2 separate regions of the Sus scrofa genome follow, and region 2 is linked to region 1. A link is a contact called in public Hi-C data. All regions are on one chromosome and are shown on one strand. Each heading gives the region's core, a stretch centred on a gene start, on an enhancer-like site or on the middle of the called end of the contact. The rest is flanking DNA. Distances are from core to core; before and after follow the strand shown. Region 1 overlaps USP9X (probable ubiquitin carboxyl-terminal hydrolase FAF-X). Region 2 holds the start of DDX3X (DEAD-box helicase 3, X-linked).

Evidence for each region. A called contact is a pair of places that touch in the nucleus more often than the background predicts.
Region 2: a Hi-C map of alveolar macrophages shows a contact between it and region 1, with 3 times the contacts expected there. The contact joins the promoter of DDX3X here to the enhancer-like site in region 1. A contact is called at or near these places in 1 of 5 promoter capture datasets (liver), 5 of 47 Hi-C or Micro-C datasets (alveolar macrophages, fetal heart ventricle, heart right ventricle and 2 more) and 1 of 2 datasets of contacts at active chromatin or transcription factors (alveolar macrophages).

The regions. Positions count from the first base shown.
Region 1 is chrX:36,754,617-36,758,148 of Sscrofa11.1, forward strand. All of the region lies in intron 1 of USP9X (probable ubiquitin carboxyl-terminal hydrolase FAF-X), which reads left to right. Among named protein-coding and RNA genes, the nearest start is that of USP9X, 20 kb to the left of the region's middle. Within about 2 kb of position 1,860, at least 9 of the 83 cell types and tissues checked have an H3K27ac peak or open chromatin away from gene starts, as enhancers often do. A contact at or near this core is called in alveolar macrophages, where this site is marked.
Region 2 is chrX:36,988,558-36,991,880 of Sscrofa11.1, forward strand. DDX3X (DEAD-box helicase 3, X-linked) reads left to right here and starts at 1,524. Exons shown (of 17, transcript NM_001246203.1): 1 at 1,524-1,568. The coding sequence starts at 1,524.

The DNA of each region.
Region 1 (3,532 bases), core at 610-3,109:
CCTGAGCTTTATCCTTTTGTAATAAACCTGTGATCTAGTAAGTAAAATGTTTCTCTGAGTTCTGGGAGCAAGTTAATCAAACCCGGGGAGGGTGTTGTGGGAACCTCTGATTTATAGCCGTTAGGTCAGAAGCACAGGAGACATTCTGGATTTGTGATAGGCATCTGAAGTGGGGGAAGAGGGCAGACTGAGCCCTTAACCTCTAACCCAAGGAGGGGGTCGTTGGAACCTCCAATCTGTAGCTGGCCAGTCAGAAGAAGCACAGACACCCAGAAGCAAGAAACCCAGACTTGCAATTGGCATCTGAGGTGGAGGGCAGTCTAGTGAGTGGATAGTGTCAGAACTGAGTTGAATGGTAGAATACCCAGCTGGCGGGGGTGGGGGGGGAGGACTCTCCCCACCCCACATACAGGCTAAAATGGATGCTCCGAACCTTAGAGCTTAACAGTGTTTACTTTTTTCTGGGATAAGCAATAATATGTCCAAATTAGAGTAGACTTTGAAGAAACTGAAGCAAAAGCAAGAGTCGGCTGACAAAGTGCCTTTTTACAAAACTTCCAGGCTGTCTGAGAGATTTGGGAGGTGTGCTGAAGGCAGAAAGCAAGACCAGACTGCAATCGTGTAGGCAGAGCATAGTGAGCATTTATCTTGATGTCTGACTTGAATTACCAAATGGTTGGGCTGGGTGAGGGCAGTGCAGTTTTTTGATTGTGAAAGTGGTTGAGAAAATCAGGTTGACTTTGCAGGTCCACATTTAAATCATGAGGCATATATTTTAGCTAAGTAAGACCTGGACAATTTGGTATCTTCTGGACAGATCCGATTTCAGAGCTGAGCTGTACCCCTGTTAGAAAGCTCTGGGTTTATTAGAGCTAGCCATGCTTATAGCTTATAGGTCAGGAGTGAGGCATAATTAGCAGCCCTAAGTTGTGTCGAAGCAATTCACCTGTGCCACAAACAGGTGATGGGAAGATTCAGGCTTCTCCGGAGAAGGTGTTGTTACTCTCCAGCTGGGGATATAGGGACTTCTTTGGCTTAGATGAAATAAGCAAGACCGTGCTAGTAAAAGCAAATTAAAAGGATCACATTCTTCTGCTCTGTGGTGGTTTACATAAACTCGCTAAAGTAGAACCCTTCGAATTATAAATAAAACCCAAAGAGATCCCCAAACTCTAGAGTAAAATAAGTGAAATAATGCCCTGGACCCTGTGTCCAATCCTTGGCTGGGAATAGGTCCGTTTCAGAGAGGTTCTTCCAGAGCTGGATGGACAGACTATTTTTAAGTATGTCTGTTCTAGGCACTGGTGTCTAAAATTCAGGTGAATATCCTTGAGCAATAGCATACTATCAGCTGTGATCTTTTATATGGTACCTTGTTCTCCCTAGCTACATCCTCTGCCCATTGTCATAAAGGAAGATGAAATGGGGCCATCTCCCTAGATTCTTAGTTCTCTCATTTTTGTTAAAAATACTAAGTCATTGTGGACTTTCCTCATTCCATTCAAATCACAAAGCCTCCTCTGGGGGACGTATTATCAAAGCTCCCTCCTCTTTTATATTAGCTTGACCATTAACCCAGAAGACATTTCCACAGGCATGAAGTATTTAACCCTTTGTCTATACAACTTTGAAATGTGTAGCCTTGAAAGTATAAAACAATAACAACTTACCGAGGAAATTCTGTATATTCTTATGATAAGTGTCCTAGGCAACAGTGAGCATACTTACCAGGCTTTTCTGGGGAGGGAGGAGAAATAAGAGTGCATTGGGAAATGTTATGAGGAAATGTAATATAATAAGTCATTGCCCTACCAAGGCGGGACCAGGAAGTAAAAAAAAAATTAGCTTTAAAGCTAAAGGACAAGTGTTAGAAAAGTGAAACTGGAGTTCCTGTCCTGGCTCAGTGGTAACGAAACTGACTAGTATGTGAGAATGAGGGTTTGATCCCTGGCCTCGCTCAATGGGTTAAGGATTTGGCATTTCCGTGAGCTGTGATGTAGGTCACAGATGAGGCTCAGATGTGGTGTTGCTGTGGCTGTGGTGTAGGCTGGCATCTGCAGCTCTGATTTGAGCCCTAGCCTGGGAACCTCCATATGCTGCAAGTGCAGCCCTAAAAAGCCAAATGAAAAAAAAAAAAAAAAGAAAGAAAGAAAGAAAAAAAAGAAAGAGGAGTTCCTTCTGTGGCTCAGTGGTTAACGAATCCGACTAGGAACCACGAGGTTGAGGGTTTGATCTGGCCTTGCCATGAGCTGTGGTGTAGGTTGCAGACAGGGCTCAGATCTGCTGTTGCTGTGGCTATGGTGTAGGCTGACAGCTGTAGTTCTGATTTGACCCTTAGCCTGGGAACCTCCATATGCCGTGGGTGTGGCCCTGAAAAAGAAAAAAAAAAAAAATAGAACTCAGAAAGAAAGAAAAAAAGAAAAGTGAAACCAAAACAAAGGAAATAAGAAGGAAGGCCTGGACTCTATGGACTTTATTTAAAGAGCTGCACTGTGACATTGAACCCATTTTTTAAACTCAGAACTGTTCAATTCCTATCTTATTAACTGAGTGGAAGGTGTCAAAAGTGGGCAGTCCTGTAGGTCACACCCACCCTGGGAGCCATGGGGCACACTGGGTAGTTGCTGGTGAACTTGACTTGATGGACTAAGTCCCCCTAGAACTGTTGCTGGAAATACATGAAATATATGAAATTGATTTTTCCTTCCACTGTAACAAAATTGTGGTAAAATATATACAACATACAATTTACCATTTTGACCACTTTTAAGTGTACCATTCATTTGCTTAAAGGACATTTATCGTGTTGTGCAACCATCACCATTTTCCATTTCCAGAACTTTGTCATCCCAAACAGTATACCTGTTTTTTTTTTTTTTTTTTGTCTTTTGTCTTTTTAGGGCCACACCCATGGCATATGGAGGTTCCCAGGCTAAGGGCTGAATCAGAACTACAGCTGCCGGCCTACACCACAGCCACAGCAACGCTAGATCTCAGCCATGTCTGCAACCTACACCACAGCACATGGCAACACCGGCTCCTTAACCCACTGAGCAAGGCCAGGGATCGAACCTGAGTCCTCAAGGATCCTAGTCAGGTTTGTTAACCACTGAGCCACGACACGAACCCCGCAAACACTGTACCTGTTAAAACAACTACTCATTTTCTCCTCCCCCCAGTCCCGGAAACCTCTATTCTACTTGTTGTCTCTATGAATGTGTCTATTGTAGGGACCTCCTTAAGTAGAATCATACAATATGTGACCTTTTACAGTTAACCTGTTACACTTGTTTCACTTAACCATATTTTCAAAGTCCATTCATGTTATAGCAGGTATTGGAATTTCATTCCTTTTAAAGTCTGCATAATATTCCATCGTGTGTTTTCACCACATTTTGTTTTTCCACTGATCCGTTGATGAACATCTGGATTGTTTCCGTATTTTGACTATTGCGAATAATGCCGCTACGAATATGGGTGAACAAATATCTGAGTCCCTGCTTTCGATTATCGTGGGTATATACTCTGGAGT
Region 2 (3,323 bases), core at 274-2,773, 230 kb after region 1:
GCTGAGGGTCAGAGGAGAGGGGGAAAAACGTTCATGAGAACCGCGTACGAGCGGCTGCTTGCTGAAAGGCAGGGGTCCATTAGTAAACATGCATTTAAGGTTTTGCGGCACTGAGGCTGGGACTAGGGGTTGTCTGCTTAGGAGGGGGCCACAAGAAGGGGTTCCTCTGATGGCAGAAACCCGCTTCTTCCATTCCCCATTCACTGCAGTCGCCCGAGGGTAACCCCGACTCCCGACAGGTAATGCTGAAGACTTCTTCGGCAGGCCCAGATTGCGCCCAGCCACAAACACTCCCGACTCCCTAGGAGATCCTTTCTCCATCCCCAGGGTCCTCTGGGTTTGAGGGAGGCAGCACCGCGCCAGTGACCACCCGCCCAGAGCCGTTGGATGCCCTGAAGGAGGAAACTCCGGGCCTGGGTGGGCGGAGGGCCGGGGTCCCTGGAGGGTGCGCTACCACCCGCCTAAGTTCAGCGAGTGATTGTCTCATTGTTCCCTCACGGCGGGGGGCGGGGACGCGCGCAGGAGCGCGCTCGCGTGGGGTGGGGGTCGGCGGTGTTGGTAGAACAGGAGGGGCTGTGGCGTTCCTAGGCGGCGGCCCCGCTGCCTAGGCAACCGCGCGGTAAAAGTGTGCCACCACCAGCGCGCGCCGCCAGCCCCTCCACTTCCTCCCCCGGCGAGGTCGCCATCCCGCCCTCTTCCCTCCTCCTTTTCCCTTTCCTTCTCTTCTCCCTCTTTCCTCCTCTTTTCCCCTCCTCCTCCCTCTCTCCCCTCTTCTCCCCTGATTCCGCGCACTCTATTTAAAACGACGGTTTCCTGCTCCCCAAAATGGCCTCCGCGTTCGACACCTGCGATCACATGACCCGTCGTCCCAGGGGCTTTGGGCCTCTCTTTGCCTAACTCCGATTTCGGAGCGGCTGCCCGCGAGAAAGCGAGAGCTGATCAGTTTGGAGAAGTCTCACAAAAGCTCCAAGTCCGGGGGACTGGGAGGGAAAGAAGAGAGAGAGAGAGAGATAGAGCGCGCCCTTGAAAGAAAGGAACAGGGAAAACTAGAGACCTTGGGGAAAGAAAGAGGAAAAGGCCGGGGTTGGATTTTAAGGTCTGCTAGCGGGCGAAACACTGGAGGTGACGAGTTCTCGCGAGACCTCGAGACCTAGACTTAGGCTAGGGTAAGAGCGGAGGACAGGGTAAGTGGAACTTCAGCGAACTAGGACAGTACTTGGCGCTCTGAGTGCCAAGGTAGGACGACGAGCTGGGGACACGACTGACTTGGGAAATCCCGCGAGGTTAGGGCTAAGTGAGCGCGCAGTAGCTAGGCAGAAATCGTAGCGGCGGGAGGAGTGCGGGTGTGAGAGGGAGGGCACACGTCTTACGTGCTGACGTAGCAGTCGTTCGGGCGGGTATATTAGATCCGTGGCCGCGCCGTGCGCCTCAGAGCCGCAGTTCTCCCGTGAGAGGGCCTTCGCGGTTAACCAAACACACTAGCTCAGCAGCGGAAGACTCCGAGTTCTCGGTACTCTTCAGGGATGAGTCATGTGGCGGTGGAAAATGCGCTCGGGCTGGACCAGCAGGTGAGCAGCAAGGAGCCGACCGGGGTCGTTGCCGCTTGAGTCCTTCCCCTGACCTAAACCTGGCTTGTGGCGCAGCGCTAGTCGGCACCCTCAGTTCCCATTTTCGGGGTCCCCCGGGCTGGCGAGTGTGAATGTCCCGGGGCTGTGGGGGAGCGGGAAGGGGACAGGAGTGTAGGTTATGGCTGTCGCTGGGGCCGGGACCCCGGCTTGGCCCGCGGTATTGTCCCCGGGCCGAGCACAATGGCGGCTTTTGTGTATGCGTGCGCTGGCGGGCGGGGGGGGGAGGGGCGCGCGCTCTCGCGGAGGCGCGCGCACCTCGACTGCCTAGTGACCCGCCGGTGTGGGGAGAGGCTGCGCAGAGGTTCGCGAATAGGGGACCTTTTTAAGGCCCGGAGGGCTCAGCCGTGCGCGGCTCGTCAGAGACGCGGGCGGCGTTGGCGCCTGTGTGAGTGGGTGCGCGCGTGCGAGCGGGAGGAGGAACGCGGCCCTGGAATGTGGGAGGGGGCGGCGCGGGGGCGGGAGGGGGGTGGCCTCCGCTCGGGGTAATGGCGGCGGCCTCCTTTGTGTGGTGTCGGGTGGCTGGGCGGCGCTGCGGCCCCCGAGCCGGAGCGGCCCGGCCCGCCGCGGGCCCGGAAGCGAAGATGGAACGGGCATCTTGTTCCTCTCCGGCTTCCTTCCGCCGGCCTTTTTCGCTCCAGCCCGGTTGTCGCAGGCCCGGCGCCGTGGCTCGCGCGGCCGCGTTTCCGGAGTGGAAAGTTTTGTGACGCAGAAGATTCGGGGAGGGGGAGGGGAGGGAGGAACGGGCCGCTGCGTGCGCGGTGGCGCCGGGCTCCGGAGATCGCGGTTGAACGCGGTGGGAAGACGTCAGGGAGGTTCGGGCTCCGGCGCCGCCCGTCCCTCCTCCCTGGCTCCTGATAGTCACGGTGGCGATTTAGCCAGGGCGGCGCGCTGTTTTGGCGGGGGGAGGGGGAGTACCACGGGTTGTATGAGTGTCCTCGGGTCAGTGACGTTTGATCCGGGAGTCGGCCAGAGGAGGAACCCCTGGAATTGTGGCTTACGGAGAAATGATGAACAGTTTTGTTTGCTGCCCGTGGAGTGGAATTTCGAAATAGGTCAGAGGCTCCGGGTCTTTCGTCTTAACTGAAACCCCCTCTTCGAAGGGTTTAGAGGAGTACGCGGGATCTGAGAGCAGAGGGGTTCTGGGCTGCGGTGGCTGGGTATCTGCATCCCTCCGCAACAGTAGGTAGCTTCTCTCTTCAGAGAAGCTCTTTTAAGTGGGATGCTTGTTGCTTTCAAGTAAACTGCCTATCACGAACTCCAGAATTCTGAACCTGAGTGACACAAATGAATTGTTGTATCATATGTTTTTAGCGATGTAACGATCTTTTTTTTTTTTTTTGAGCGTTTTTTTCCCGTTAATGGATCAATTATATTAAATCCTTCAGATTTCTAACGTCCCATGTTAAATGGAGCACAAAGAAATCTGGTGTCAAGACATTGGGATGTGTAAGGTTAACATTTTCCATGTATAGATGGTACCTTGTTTAAGATTAGGCAGGAATTAAGTTTGCAGCCGATGTAATTGGAAAACAATATGCACAGTCGTTAGGATTAAGCAACAAGCAAATTCACAACTGAGAAAATTGCAGTTATGTAACTTTAACAATTTACAGTAGCATTTAAAATGCTTTTTACCAAGTGTAAAATTAATAACAAAACGTACTGCAACAAGTGCAAAATGTTTTTGTTACTATT